Regions from separate parts of the Zea mays genome. Here region 1 is linked to region 2. Evidence: chromatin contacts called from public Hi-C data. All regions are on one chromosome and are shown on one strand. The core of a region is the stretch at or near the end of the contact, and the rest is flanking DNA. Distances in the headings are between cores, read along the strand shown. Region 1 holds the start of LOC100193767 (U11/U12 small nuclear ribonucleoprotein 65 kDa protein). Region 2 has its middle 13 kb from the start of LOC100191145.

Region 1 (2,987 bases), core at 62-2,561, 87 kb before region 2:
GTATCATCAGAGTCCACTTTTAGTTTAATTGGCAGGGTGCTTGAGGACTGACGATGGTGACTAACTCCTAATATGCTTGAAGTCCTGTCCTGTGTAAAAGATTGTGAGCTCGCTGATTTGCATAGTCAACACATGGTGGAGAAAGAGACCAAGGGACTTAAAGCTATCTTGAATGTTTTCTCATGAGGTGTAAGTTTTTACCTAGTAAGGTTTTTAATGAGTCTAGATTGCACTAAGGCACTAGTATTATTTTGTTTACATCATTCTTCCTTTGTGTTTGAGCGTGGATGAATATGTGGATGGGATTATTTGTTATGTTTGAGACTTATTGAATCTATGGATGTCTGGATGATGTATTTGTTAAGCAGTTATGTTTGAGGAAGATATACTTAGGGTGGTAATGAGTTCTAAATTTTACATTATAAAGTTTAAAGATCATATAATATTTGGATTGAGATCTATTTCCATTTATTTTTAACTAAAATTAATTAAGGAATCAACAAATCATGAAGAAACACTTGTATTGTGATCCATTGCTAGCCCTGGATATAGTGAATGATGTACAAGATGTTCGCTTGGCTTTAATCCAAAACGACTTCTACTGTTTCTACAATATTTTGTCTCTATGGATTGCAGCTGCAGCAGTTCTAACAATACCTGTTATGTGTTTGATATGCTTGAGAAAATCTGGGTTTGGACGATGTATTTGATTTGCCTGAGGAAATATGATTTTGAATGTAGAGAACATATTCAGTGCACATGAGTTTTTGATGTACATAAGGTGTACATGAACCAATAAAGTTTATTAAAAATTCTAAAAAACTTCATACATAATCTTTCTATCTTACTCCGATTATATACAAAATTTAAAGTTCAAATTCTGTATACTTTAGATGTAATAAAAAAGATAAAATTTCTGAATTTTAAATTAGAAAATCGGCAAACATGTTCTCTTTTTTATTACAACTAAATATAACGTATTGAAAGTTAATTTTGTATATAATTAAAATAGAATAGAAATAGTATGTATAATTTTTTAGATTTTTTAACTTTATTAATCGTGTGTACATGGGAAACTATTTTCGATATGAGTCCACTAGGTTTGCGCAGATTCATCCACCGTCGTCTACCTCCCCACCTCCGTCACTCTCGAGAAAACCCCAGCCCCGATAAACAGTGACGGAGCTGAGACCCGGCCAGCCCAGGCACGTCCCGGGCTTCGGTGGCCCAGCGGCCCAGTCCGCCTCAGTGTTCTCCCAAGCGAAAACCCTACACAGCGTGTCCCTGTACTGCACTGCTGCTGGCCGCGCCGCGTCCGCGCTGCTGGCACGCCGCGTGTGCTTGGCTCCCGCCCCACGCCCAGTGCCTCCCTCCCTCTCTGCCCCCCTGCCGCGGCGCGTGCCTGGCTGGCTGGTTGCCCTCCGCTTGGGCCTTGGAGAGCCCGGGCTTCGATTTCTAGCTGGTTCCGCCACTGCCGAGAAGCCGCGCGTTGTCAGGCACGGGAAAGAGGTAGTCCGCGGGAGGTTCTCTCCGGAGGAGAGGTATGGTGCCCGCGAGGGCTCGCCATATCGATAGATCCGCCTCTGACCAGCAGCAAGGGCCCGCTCCAGCGGGGGCGGCGACGCTGCTAGTGCGGCACCTCCCAGAGGCTATCACGCAAGAGATGCTATCCCGCCTCTTCTCCCACTACGGAGCCACATCCGTCCGCCCCTGTTCCGGTGGAAAGTACTTATCTCATCTTGTCGCTTGCTTAATCATGCTTCGATTGGTGCTTCAAATGTTGAATTAGTTACAGTAGCGCGTGCTTGTATCCAGTATAACTGCTTAGTGTTGCTGGAATGACCTATTGTGTCATAGATTCAATATGTCTTTTATATTTGGTCAAGTATGGATACCGAATTGTCTGCTATGTTATTTGGTTGATAAAACCATTTTGTTGGTCTGTTGGCTGCTGCTGGCTGAGGTATATTATGTTTATTCAGTTACTAAAACCATTTTGTTGGTACATTGCAGGTTGAGAAATTGCGCATTTGTAGATTTTAGGGACGAGGCGGCAGCTAATCACGCACATTCGCTCTTGAACAGGTTTGCTTCGTCAATCACACAATCTGTTTTTGTTGCTTGGACTCTCTTTCTTAGTTGCATAAATTAATCGCGTCTTCTTATTTCAGTATTCTTGATTAATGCCCCATTGCCTTGTTCGCTAAGGGATGGCTTTGCAGGTTGAGGTTTCTGGGAAAAGTGTTGACTGTCGAGCGAGCTAACTGTCCAAATGCAAATGAGTCTCACCTGAAGCATCAGGACCAATTAGGGCATGGGGCGTCCCAGGTACCAAGTATTAGTTCCCAAACTCAGAAGGACCACACATCGATTGCCGAACCAATTGCCCCCAAGCTTAGTGTGGACTACCCATTTCCTCCACACCTTGAGTATGTTATTAATTCACTGCATCATTATTTCACTTCATTATATTTGGATACTCGCATGAAGATACTTAGTTGTTTCTTAGCTCTCATGAATGCACTCTGTCTTGCAATGTTCTATTACTGTTCTCAACAGACATTCATTTTGTAATTAAGAGATTGACTTGCCATCTGCTATTAAGAATTTTGGTTCCTCCAAAATTTAAGGCAAAACTTTCCTGCACATAATTCTTTTTTTGCTAATCATGAATCTTCTTCTCGCGCTCCCTTCTCCCTCTCAACAGGATTAGGGTTGTTGAGATTTATGAGTTGAGTTGTCTGTGTCAAATTGTGAACTAGTTGAATTTATTTGAAACAATATTCCTCAGTCTAAAAGGCCGATGCTCTATCGTGCAAAGTATACATGGTTCATTTGAAAGTAACCAAGATTAAACTAGCATCAATTCTGTGCTACTGTATGCTGACTTTGTTGATTCACTTCTATTACTATGTTGCAAAGTTTTGCAATCAAGCACCTTTTGACTGCCATTCTATGCTGAAGCTTTTTCAACTCTTGGCAATCCT
Region 2 (2,700 bases), core at 77-2,576:
CCAGCAGGGAGTAAATCTCCATACTTAAGAAGCCAGGCTCGAGGAGATTGAGCAGGGGGCGCCATGGATCTCGGGCGAGCCCTTAACCACCTGCAGAGCGCCGCCAGGAAGCAAATTTTGCTCTGCTCGTCCTCCACGATCTCCAAGCCGTGGTCTCTTCATGCCCTAGCCGCAGCCGGTGGGCTGCTCGGTCAGATGGGCCTTGTAGCGGCCCACCCGACTGGCCCCCTCCTCTCTCTTTTTATTTAATAAAGGGAAAATCCTTAATATGGACAACAAACAGTTGACGGTGGCGCCCGCTGCTGAAGGCTGAACAAACAACCAGCCTCTGTCGCCTCGCAACAGTCGCGTTCGGTCCCTCTCCCAGTCCAACGGCGACGGTGAGCACCGGTCCCAGACCGGCAGGCAGGTAAGGAGGGGGCCAAGCGCACGCGTACGACCGTCGAGCACTCACACACTTGGCGCATGCGGACGGGTCGGCGGGACAGGCGGTTTAATTTGGCTTGTCTCTCTCTCTCACCGTCTCACGTGGAAGTGGGATCCCTCGTGAACGTTCGAGAGCCGATCGACCGAGCGAGGTCTGTGGTCGCGGACCGTGGTGGCACTGGTGCAGCTATGCCCCTGCGCTGCGTGCCACACCTCGCGAATGTGCTCAACTGCTCATGTGCCTCATGAGTCCAGACATGCGGCTGCAATCCACTATAGCTAGGGGTGTAAACCGATATCCGAACTGTTAGGACAAATTTAATATTTTAAAAAATATATATATATATATGAAATTTGATGCTAATCTCTTCTTATATTATGAAACATATTATTATAAATAACAATAAAATTTTATATAAATTATTTCATACATTATTTGCTCCATACAACAAAAAAAGGTGAAAAAATATCTGTGCTATGTTGCTGCGGTCCGGTTCGCGTGCTGGGCTGCTGCCACGCCACGGTTGCTGGGTGCGCATCGCTCTCGGGCTCAGGATTCTTTGCCGGTCCCAGCATCTAGTACGGCCGTACTTTACAGATTGCAAAGGTTGGTGGGGGAGGAAATTTGTGGTGGTTCGTCATTGCTCTCGAATCCTAGCCGGCTGGTTTTGGAACGCAGTAAATTGTAGAAATTGAAGAGGAAATTTACAGAAAATATAGAATAGAAAAAGACCACGATTGGAAAAACGAAACCTCCGACTACCCGCAAGTTTGGGCCGTGGCCAATTGGTGCTCCCGAGCACGGCCTTAGAACAAACAAAAGCATAAGACCTGGTCTAGCACGTGGTCTAGCACGGAAGCATTTTACTCAGAATAGCATGACATGGATAGGTAGAGTTTTCGGCCCATCAGACCTGACACATCGACATGGGCCGTGAATGGATCAGCTTGGCACGGTGTTCGACACATTTAGGGTTTTCTTTAGGTCACAGACTCACTCACGGTTATACGGTCACGACACTTTCCCACTCTCTCACTCTCCCTATTTCCTGAATCCAATCGAGTCGACTCTCTCTGTCTCCCTCGTCGACTCTGCACTCAAGTCCAGGCCGCCACCGCCGCTGCTCCACCGCCTCTTCCCTATTAGCTATGGTGACCACTAGCCTCACCTATTGCTCCACAGTCAGATGTGTTGGCCACACACCCGCACAACGTGCTTCGTCGTCATCGCCCCGATACGGTCGCACGATGTAAGATTTATAATGAGGCCGATCAAGGAATAAAATGTTGTTTCCCTCAAAACTTGTTTGTGTTGGCTGATTCACTGTATGCTGATGACTTGTGCTTAAAATATGATTCTGTAATTTTTTTTGTGTTGTTGTTTGAGCTTTATTTTCTGTTGTGTAATTCTGTTGTTTAATTGCATCTTGTGCTTAGGCTAGCACGACTCGAAACAAGCCCACCATGCTTTAAGGCCATGTCTAATACGGCTCAGCCCGGAAGAAATTCGTGCTAGCCTAGCTCGACGGTTTTAGGCCCAAAGCACGATAGGCTTGTGCCGGACAGCACGACATGTCCCAACTTGTAGGACTACTTAGACCTAACTCAGTGGATAATATATATATATATATATATATATATATATATATAGGGCAGGTATAACGGGAGTCCTAGGCTTTCAATAGTTAAAGGAAGCCCAAGCCAAACACCCCTTCAACCTAGTTCAACCAGGCTGTCGGGTGCGCCACCCGTCCTACGTCTGTGCGCGCAAAAAAGGAATGCATGCTTGAGTCAAACACGTTCCATTGCATGCGCGTAAATTTAGAAAAGATATATGTTGTTTTTCTATTTTTAAATGTTTTATTTCCTCCATAAATTTAGGGTCACTGCAACAGCCATGCAGATAGACGCGTAAGGACCATTTTATGATATATATTGATACTAAATATGCTACACTTTATAGATAATTATGCAATTCGGTATACTGCGTAAAAATCTGTTACGAGCTGCATGCGCACGAATTTATAATGGAAATAATGTGTAATGAAAGGAAATGAATTGCATGCATAGAAATAAAAAATTGTATTTAACGTTTTATTTTCTTTATAAATATAGGATCCCTCCAACAGTCATACAGCTAAACATATTAGAACTAGTTTATGATATATACTGATACTAATTATACTAAACAATGTAGATATTTATGCAATTCAGTACACTGCATAAAAAATCTGGCATGTTGTTCACTGGTGGACGCATCTCCAGTTTGGAGCG

What was found. Hi-C and Micro-C count contacts between places; a contact is called where the count stands out from the background.
Region 1: a Hi-C map of leaf shows a contact between it and region 2, with 2.4 times the contacts expected there. The contact joins the promoter of LOC100193767 here to the enhancer-like site in region 2. A contact is called at or near these places in 3 of 25 Hi-C or Micro-C datasets (all in leaf).

What each region holds. Positions count from the first base shown.
Region 1 is chr1:53,403,000-53,405,986 of Zm-B73-REFERENCE-NAM-5.0, reverse strand. LOC100193767 (U11/U12 small nuclear ribonucleoprotein 65 kDa protein) reads left to right here and starts at 1,311. Exons shown (of 11, transcript NM_001138853.1): 1 at 1,311-1,725; 2 at 2,014-2,085; 3 at 2,223-2,429. The coding sequence starts at 1,544.
Region 2 is chr1:53,316,432-53,319,131 of Zm-B73-REFERENCE-NAM-5.0, reverse strand. No RefSeq gene overlaps it. Among protein-coding and RNA genes, the nearest start is that of LOC100191145, 13 kb to the left of the region's middle. Within about 2 kb of position 1,326, at least 18 of the 20 cell types and tissues checked have an H3K27ac peak or open chromatin away from gene starts, as enhancers often do. A contact at or near this core is called in leaf, where this site is marked.